Linked DNA regions of Zea mays: region 1 is linked to region 2. The links are chromatin contacts, called in public Hi-C maps. All regions are on one chromosome and are shown on one strand. Each heading gives the region's core, a stretch centred on a gene start, on an enhancer-like site or on the middle of the called end of the contact. The rest is flanking DNA. Distances are from core to core; before and after follow the strand shown. Region 1 holds the start of LOC100273992 (lysine and histidine specific transporter). Region 2 holds the start of LOC100383948.

What was found. Hi-C and Micro-C count contacts between places; a contact is called where the count stands out from the background.
Region 1: a Hi-C map of leaf shows a contact between it and region 2, with 5 times the contacts expected there. The contact joins the promoter of LOC100273992 here to the promoter of LOC100383948 in region 2. A contact is called at or near these places in 2 of 25 Hi-C or Micro-C datasets (ear and leaf) and 1 of 3 datasets of contacts at active chromatin or transcription factors (leaf).

What each region holds. Positions count from the first base shown.
Region 1 is chr2:179,456,974-179,461,791 of Zm-B73-REFERENCE-NAM-5.0, forward strand. LOC100273992 (lysine and histidine specific transporter) reads left to right here and starts at 3,025. Exons shown (of 7, transcript NM_001148378.3): 1 at 3,025-3,167; 2 at 3,253-3,417; 3 at 3,992-4,191; 4 at 4,319-4,449; 5 at 4,611-4,738. The coding sequence starts at 3,151.
Region 2 is chr2:179,189,931-179,194,826 of Zm-B73-REFERENCE-NAM-5.0, forward strand. LOC100383948 reads left to right here and starts at 3,325. Exons shown (of 1, transcript NM_001176565.1): 1 at 3,325-4,086. The coding sequence starts at 3,669. The coding sequence ends at 4,040.

The sequences.
Region 1 (4,818 bases), core at 1,775-4,274, 270 kb after region 2:
ATGTACTCAGGATCATGAGTCTTGTTGCATTGTAGGTGTTTCTTTACAGTATCCTTCTTAATGAATTCATGATTATGTTCTAAGTGCACCAGATCGATTCTTACGGCTACAATATTTTCTTTTGAGTCATCATAGATTTTTTTAGTTTCAAACCAGCCTTGCATTGTGTTCTCCTCGATGATGTATTACGGATTCTAGGATTACTAGCTAACCTTTCTGTATTTCTACCCTCCATTGAACAATTTAACCACTTACAGTTCTTTCTCTCCCTATACTTTTTAAGTGGAAAACCAACCTCATATGCGTAACGACTGTAAAAATTGTATGCCTCATCGACACTTCCAAATGTCATACCGATCCTAGGCACCATGGTTAGATCAATACTTTCAGGCTGTGAATTAACATAATCATAAATACAATTAATTTTATATTAGTTACAGTCTTAATGTTATTTAAATTGTATAATTGACATAACCAAAGATAAATAACTTACATGACTTCGGAGGATATTAGGTGTATCTTGTTCATGATCACTAATGGTCCTCATAGGCACCATTTGATTTGCTGCTACCATTGTTTCAATTACTGTTGTATTGCCATCATTGACCCCTGGCGCTCGTAATTCTGCAGGTGGTGTTACTATATTTATCCGTGGACTCGCACCACAGTTTGGAGATATAATTCTTGATGTGGGCGCTGCTGGTAGACCACTGCATGTGTCTGCAAGCCGGCCATCATATTTGTCTAATTATTTTATGAATTGAAGTAATAATTCAATTGCAAATGTACCTGGTGCAGCTCTGTGCAATGACGCGGAATTATCATCGCCTGCTTCTTCTTCTCTGTCGTCATCCATTGTAAACAATGCAATACAATCAGCCGCCACGTTCCTTTTTATATGCCCTGAGCTAACCAATCTCGTGTACACTGTTTACGCTATTTAGTTCGGTCAATTACGTACTATAAAGTTTGTTCCTGCATGCCAGGAGATATTGTCGGACTGGTGATAACAACTCGAGAGAATTTATCGCGGTTTGTTGAAACAGATTTATATTTACTGAAGTATATGCAACCAGTTACGCAATTGTATGTACATATTTATGCCTCGCGTTTCTGCTTACGTGCATGCTGTGCGATATTTTCGGGAGGCTTCGGTTATCGTTCGCGATTTTATCGCGTATATCATTTTACGCTAAAATACACAAGGGTTTACGATCTCTTGTCTTATGATTTACGCTGTGGTTCGACCAGACCATAAACCGCCGAACAAACCTGCGCTCTGACCGATTCCGTCTAATTGGCTGGGGCGTCCCGATACTAATGGAAGCCCTGGGCTTCCATTAGTTCGTCCCTATATATATATATATATATATATATATATATATATATATATATATATATATATACGGCGCTGCTAAAATGCACCTGGGTGCATTCTCTATATTGAATGCACCCAGGCGTAAGTCATGTTTCGCGCGCCTCCCCACCCCCGCCGCCGCCGCGCGCATCCCTATCCCCGCGCCGCCGCCGTCTCCTCCTTCTTCCTCCGATCCTCTAAACCTAGATCCCACCGCCGTCGAGCGCCTCCCTGTCCTCGCGCCGCCGCGCGCCTCCCTGTCCCCGCGCCGCCGCGTGCCTCTCTGTCTGCGTGCCTCCCTGTCCCCCGCATTAGGTGGGATTGCAAGCCCGCATTATGTGTGATTGCAACTGTTGTATAATTTTACTCAAATATCTGTTAAAAAATGTAAACAAAATGATTGCAACCGATGGTGTGTTGTAATTGCAACTGCTGGTGTAGTGTGGATGCAACTGCTGAGTTGCTCTTATGTGATTGCAAGTACTGAATAACTCTGAGAAATTTTGTTAAAAAATATGATTGCAACTGCTGGTCTGGTGTAATTGCAACTGCTTGTCTGGTGTGATTGCAACTTCTATATAACTATGTCCAAAAATCTGTTAAACAAACAAGATTGCAACTACTGGTCTGGTGTAATTACAACTGTGGGTCTGTTGTGATTGCAACTTCTATATAACTATGTCCAAAAATATGTTAAACAAACAATAATTGCAACCGCTGTCTGGTGTAATTGCAACTTCTGATCTGGTGTGATTGCAACTTCTATATAACTATGTCCAAAAATCTGTTAAACAAACAATGATTGCAACTGCTGTCTGGTGTAATTGCAACTGCTGGTCTGGTGTGATTGCAACTCCTATATAACTATGTCCAAAAATCTGTTAAACAAAATAATGATTGCAACTGTGTCTGGTGTAATTGCAACTGCTAGTCTGGTGTGATTGCAACTTCTATATAACTATGTCCAAAAATCTGTTAAACAAAACAATGATTGCAACTGCTGTCTGGCATAATTGCAACTGTAAGTCTGGTGTGATTGCAACTTATGTGAAGAGGTTGAGCCGTTCGCGGAGGAGCCGTTCACGGAGAAAGAGGGGCGGGGGCGGGAAAATGAAAAGGTTCTGTCCGGAGCGTGCGAGAGGGACGAAACCGGCCTGGGTGGGACGGTTGGCTCGGACCTGGCACATAGGTTTGGCCTGGGTGCATTCTCTATATTGAATGCACCCAGGTATAATATATAAATACAGTATATATATATATATATATATATATATATATATATATATATATATATATATATATATATATATATATATATATATATATATATATATATATATATATATATATATATATATATATATATATATATATATATATATATATATATATATATATATATATATATATATATATACACGACGCCTAGACTACAAATATAATTATTGTTTATTTCTAAACAGTAAGATATGTATTCTGGTGGTTAGCCTCAAATTTATAGACTAAAGAGTATGGGCTTGAGTGATTGCTTTACACTATTTTTTTTTTGACTATGTTGAGTGTGGGGATGAAGTAGTGGCAGTAGGTGCCCATATTAGTTTTTAACAGAGTAGTATAGATAAATCTAACAGGAGTATAGTATAGAAGTCTACACCGCAATTGTACAAGCAGACTAGTCTCGACTCTCAACGCCCCTCCTCCATGCCTTCTTGATCCCGAGCACCGCAGGCCAGGCAGACCAGCCCCGCCTTGCCGTCGCCGGATTCGCCCGCGCGATCTCAATCCCCGCCTCCATGCTGGCTTCGGCAAGGTGAATGATTGCTCGCCCGCGGCGTACCAGCAAGGCGTTCGGCGGATTGGCTGACGGCGTCCCCTTATGCGTGGCGTGCGTGCAGGGGGTTCTGGGCGCGGCACCGCCGGAAGATCCTCGTCTCCCTGGGCGTCGCCGGAGTGGGATACGCCGCCTACCACTTCTACGACGCGCGACGCGCCCAGGTCGTGCGGGTCGAGCAGCTGCGCGCCATGGAGGAGCAGGCCGCCGACGACTTCGTTAAGAACCAGTACGAATTTAGCGCCCCCCTCCTCCTCCTCCACCCGAGGCTGGATTACTTGGGTTTCTCTCTACCGCTACTCCTTGCATTGCCTTGGTGCTGCGTGCTCCTGTTCTCCATTGTTCTACTCTATCCCGGGGGGGGGGGGGGGGGGGGGGGGGGGGGGATTCGCCCCCAATTCACAAAGCTCAGGCTGCACGTCGATCTGTCTAGTGTCTCAGCTGCGCTCGATTGGGTTCATCGTTTATTCAGTTTGCAGCTAAATTGGACCAGAACGATGCTAACTTCGCTGTTGTTTTATTAGTATATATAAAGCTAATATGGTTGCATCCTTTATTATTATGGTAAACCAGCTAGGAGAGATTCTCGACCTACCTTATCTGGATCATTCGTGTTGTACATGTTGCTCCTGGATTTCAGTGGTCATAGCTGGCACCATTACAGGGCAAATATTTGCTTGAGAAACATCGACTCCTCTTCTTATTTGTTCTGTTGTACTGGTATTAATCGTGGAAACTGTACCTGTTTCAGAATAAGCAAGTGCTAAATTTAGTAAAGCTTGCATGCTTCCATTTTGTTGTAGGCTCCAGGCACACTTTGAGAAGGTGAAGAGGATTTGCGACACTACCACATTGCCTTTGGCTATGCATCATCTCAGTGATAAGATAACAAGCCAACTGGATATTTCAAAATTGACTGACAAACTACGGCAAGCAAAGGTAGACTCAAGTGCACTGACACCAAAGGAGAAGTACGAAACCTGGGAGGAGATTAAAATTAAGAGTATGGTACTTCTTATCTTATATATATATACGCTATGCATGACTTGCTGGGTCTATTCATTGTCTAGTCATAAATATGCATTTCTAACGTTGTTATTGTTTTTTGTGGCTTTTCTCTGATTTCTTAGGTTTCGCAAAGATAGTTTCTTCAATGTGGGCAATGACATTGCTTAGCTTGTATGTTAGAGTTCAGGTCACCATATTAGGCAGGCATCTCTACTTAGATTTTGCCCAAGGTACAAATGGTCCACAGTTACAGGTACATCTATGCTCCAGCCTCCACATTCTATGCTCAAGTACTTTCGTATGGGTGGCTTTCAAGCACTCTAGATGGTTAGATAATTGAAATTATGTTAGAACACCGACTTGTTTTGGGTTCAAGCTGCTTCCTGACATGGGAATGTCTCACTTCTTTTGTAGGCAGAATCTGACACCTTTAGTGAAAATGGACACAGGAGCTTTCTTGCAATGGCTGATTATCTTGTCACTGACAAAATCACTGGATTCCTAACGCAAATGCAACGTGCAGCAACTGAAGTCCTTAAAGAGTAAATATACCTTCTCCTATCCATATGATACTCCCTCTGTCCCAAAATACTTGAACATATAGGATTTCAATTTTGTCCCA
Region 2 (4,896 bases), core at 2,075-4,574:
GGCAAGTCTTATTTTATTCCTATATGCTTTTAATGTCTTTCTTTTCGGTGGTTGATGCCAAAGGGGGAGAAGTTTTAGGGACCAAAGCATGAAAAATATATCAAACACCAAACACCACCAAATTTAAATTTTTAAAAGCTTTGATCTTACAAGTGGTTTTGGTTCTTCAAGTATCTTTGGTCTAAAATTGGAAGCAGGTGAATTATGGAGTTAGGGGAGGCTTAAGTCCATAATCTCACTTTAAGGGGACTCTCATGCATCCTAGCAAGTAGATTGCATATTTTCATTGAAATGTTTGTTATATTTGCTTGTTTTGGTTGTGTTGTCATCAATCACTAAAAAGGGGAGATTGTAAGGAAAATGGACCTCGGGCCATTTGGCTAAAGGGATTTTGGTGTTAGATGATCAACATAACCTTTGGACTAATATGTTTGCTAGTGTTTGTATTTATAGTTCATAGGATGCGAAAAGGATTGGACTAAGGCACTGAGGATGCAACACCTCAAAAGAAGACATAAAAGATGCATAGAAGTCCAAGACTCAAGATCAAGAGAAGCCCAAAGAAACAGCTAAGAAATCCATGAAGAGGGCAGTCAGCCAGCGTACTTGTGGTGCACCGGACAGTGAAAAACTTGTCCGGTGCGCACCAGACAGACTACGCAGAGGGGCCCGCAACCAGGCGCTCTCAGGCTGTAGCACCGGACTGTCCGGTGTGCACCGAACAGTCTGGGTAACGGTAGGATCCAACGTCGACTGCTACAAACCCCAACTGTCGGCTGACGTGGCCAGGGAACCGGACAGTGAACAATGCTTGTCCGGTGTGCACCAGACTGTCCGGTGCGCCCGTCGACAGAAAGCTGCTGCTTCTGTCCAATGGCTATAATTGAGGGGGAAGGCTATAAATACCCCCCAACTAGTCATTTGAAGGTGTGGGAGCCCCAAGCAACATACCAAGGCATATTGTAGACATTTTCAAGTGCTCAAACACCCAAGTTCTTAATAGAATCACTCGGTGATTAGTGTAGGTGCTTTGTAAAGTGCTTAGGTTAGTTAGACCGCATTAGCGCTTGCTCTAGGTGAATCCTAGTTAGTTGAGTGAGTTTAGAAAAACCACACAACCCATCGGCTCTTGCGTGAGCCGTTGTAATTGTATCACGTGGGGCGAGAGTCTTGCGAGACCGTGACAACCGAGTTTGTGTCATGACCGCCACCGTGTACCGGAGGGAACGAGGCCCATGGCGTTTTGACTGGAAGCTCGATAGTGGAGACGGCGGGGAGCGTCCGAGAGGAGCCGGAAGCGGAGCATCAGTTGCGTGTGGAGAAGGCCCACGCTCTCTACGGAGTTACTTGACCGAGGTGTTGGGCCCTCGCGTGAGCTTCCCTTTGCGTAGGGGCACCAATGAGGATTAGTCAGAACCTTGAGTGGTTCCGGATGCCTCGGTAAAAATATCGGCGTCATCCACGAGAGTTTGCATCTCTACCTTGCTCTTTACCTTCCGCATTTATATTAAGTACTAGGTGTATGCCCGTACGTTGTTACTGTGCCAACATGTTATGATAAAATACATTAATATACAGAAACATTAATCATCATTCCACATATATGCTCCCTAATGAACAAACTGATGTCAAGCAAACAAAAATGATGGAAAACAAAATCATTGACCAGCTAGTTCATACAAGGGAGTAGCGCTTTCCCAATCAGTATTCTACCTTTTCCCAATCAGTATTCCACCTTGTAAAATTCAATTTTGTTCTACAAAAAATATATTCAAGAAAAAATTGAGCGAACTCCATCATAAGTTGATGAAACACAATATTTTTGGTGGCACATTAATATATAGTCGAAGTAAAAGCAGAAAAATGTAGCACGATCGCAAACTTGAAGAAAATATATTTTCAATGCAAAAAACATATGCATAAATTCTCGTGCCCGCGCATTGCTACGACATACGAATTATTTAACCTTGTAAAATTCAATTTTTTCCTCCTGTGTAATATTCAAGTAAGTTGGCACAGTAAGAAATTTTGGGATTTATTAATGATGCAATGCATATTTATAGCATGTAGGTATTTTTTTATTTTTCATAAAGATTCATCTATCTTTATGGAAAATTAAAAAGTGGACTTTCCTTTTGTAACTGCATCTTTCTATACATTGTTGGTCTGGTTTCTTCCATCGAAGTCCATTTCTATTTATTAATTCTGTGAAAGTATGATGAGTAATGTAAAAGAAAACTCATTGTTGTGGACCTACATACATATATCTGATGGTGATCTTACTTCTAATAATACTCATGTGGATGCATTCTGAAGCAGCTCATGTTGTCGACAGTGCAACCCAGCGTCTCCTGGAGGAAAATAACCAGTTGCTTAACCAGATTTCTGCAAATAATGAAACATTCAAGGTCTGCTTTTATTTATACATGTCATATGTATGGTCTACACTTGCCCTTTTCATACTCTTGAGTGTCAGCCACAAGGTACATGGTAACTGTAATTTATTCATATTTAATTATGGTTGTTAGTCATACAATTACCATCTATTAAAAATACATCACTATTTTGTTCATGATTCCACCAGAAATGGAGATTATACTCTTACCGCTATAGTTGTTATTAGTTGAATCCAGGATGAAACATTGAAACTAAATGGAAAATTTGTAGAATTAATCAACAAAGAGTAGATGCCTTAGATGACATGTAATATAAGCTGTAAAGGTGCTTTTGGCTTCGTTTTGCACTACCTGTGTACAACCATGAACACATCGAAGTCCACCACTTTGAGTTTCATTTAACATTTCAGGGGACCGTGATTTAATCTTATCCTTTGGATGTTTAGTTTTGATATTTGTTGCATCAAGAACATTCATATCTGATGATATCATGTGAAATAAATGTGTCGATTATTATATCACTGGTTGGAACATGTCGCTCTTTTTGGTTTGATGGACTAAAGTAGCTTCCATGTATTTTAGAAGAAAAAAACATGATAAGTTTAGTAATCCAATTGATCATAATTGTTTTCATGCCTGATTTTCTTGTAGACAGTGGAGAACACAAATCCTTTTCTCCGCACGAGTAACAACATCAAAACAATTTTAAGCAGGTACGACATTGAGTTTCGAAACCTTCTGCAATTGATTACAACATTGAGTTGAGACCTGGCACTACTGATGTTAACGTCTATTCTTGTGTACTCTGTTTCAGAATGAGCGAAACGCCTGGTATCATGGGTCAGATGCCCCCATTGCCTTTATCCATAAATGAAGACCATATAAATTCTCTTATTCAACTGAACAGACCGGTAAGGACACACAATCTGTTAGCAAACAGAAGAGATGTTTGATATTTCAGTGCGACGTTAACAACAGGCTCTCAATTATGTCTAAGCAACATTATCTTATCCTGAAAGGTTGCATCATATGGCACAACAAGCATTTCCCATCACATGAAGCAAGAGACATGAGTTGAAACCCTAATTAAAAACCAAAATGCCATTTTTTAAGCACGGACCTCCAAGCAACAAGACCATACGATACAAATGACTCCACAAGACCTACAAATCTCGAGCATCATCAGAACAGTTTGCAGACAGGCAGGCAGGCAGCTACCACCGCCACCTCCACCATGTGCCCCACCGTGTCGCTTCCCTCTCGTTGGCCATCATGGGCTCCTGCCTCTCCTCCGAGGCCCCCGCCACCGGCGATGGCCCAGCGGCGTGGCGAAAGAGGCACCACGGGAGCCAGGAGGGCGCGGCCGGCGGAGGTGGGAAGAAGCTGCCCGGAGGAGCGGGGGAGATGACGGAGGATGAGCTCGCGTGGGTCCTCGAGAGGTTGTGCGGCAAAGGCGCTAGCGCGGTGGCGAGCCTCCACACGCAGCAGGACCGGAAGGGCACCAACCAGGACGCCATGGTCGTGTGGGAGGGAGGGGGGACTGCAGAGGGAGCGGATGCTGGACGAGGAGGGGATGGACTGGGGCAGCGGTCATGCGGAGGGGATAGACGGCGAGAGGATGGGGCGGATGCGGCATGCAGATGACCCGTGCGCGGCTCGCGGATGGGACAGATGGGGTGGTTTGTGCGGGCGAGGGGAACAGGGCGGGTGCGAGCGCGGAGAGGAGGCGGGGGCATCGCGACGGTCTACACTATCGTCTTAATAGTTTGTAGAGATTTAAGTTTCAATCTAGCCATTCTAATTAGATTATTTAGGATTGAAACTTAGGCTTTACGGTAGAGATAGCAATACTTAGACAAAATCTAGTTTGCACATTTTTTATTATTTATTTGTACAGGGTTTGCTCTAGGGATTTAATTGTGGCCTAGCTTAGAGTAAGTTTTTAGAAGTCCTAATTCACCCCACCCCCCCTCTTAGGCATCACTGTTTCCTTCGCCTTCTCCTCTATGTCGACGACATCGTCCTCACAGCTGTTTCCTTCGCCTTCTCCTCTATGTCGACGACATCGTCCTCACAGGCTCCTGCCCTGACCTCCTGCGGCACATCATCTTCTCCGTCCAGCGGGAGTTCACAATGAAGGACCTGGTGGGCTGCACCACTTTCCGGTGTTCACCATCGAGCACCAGCCCTAGGGTATGTTCCTCCACCAGCGCTAGTACATCATCGACATCCTCGAGCGTGCTGGCATGGCTGATTATAAGCCCTACATGACTCTGGTGGACACTCAGGGCAAGGTCTCCTCTGTCGACAGCCCTCTGGTGGCTGATCCGACCAGCTATCTGAGTCTTGCTAGGGCCTTGCATTACCTCGTCTTCACCCGCCACAACATCGCCTATGCCGTTCAGCAGGTGTGCCTCCATTTGCATGCCCCGCGGGAGCCACATCTCACCTCTATGAAGTGGATCCTGCGGTACGTCCAGGGCACCTCCGACCTCAGCTT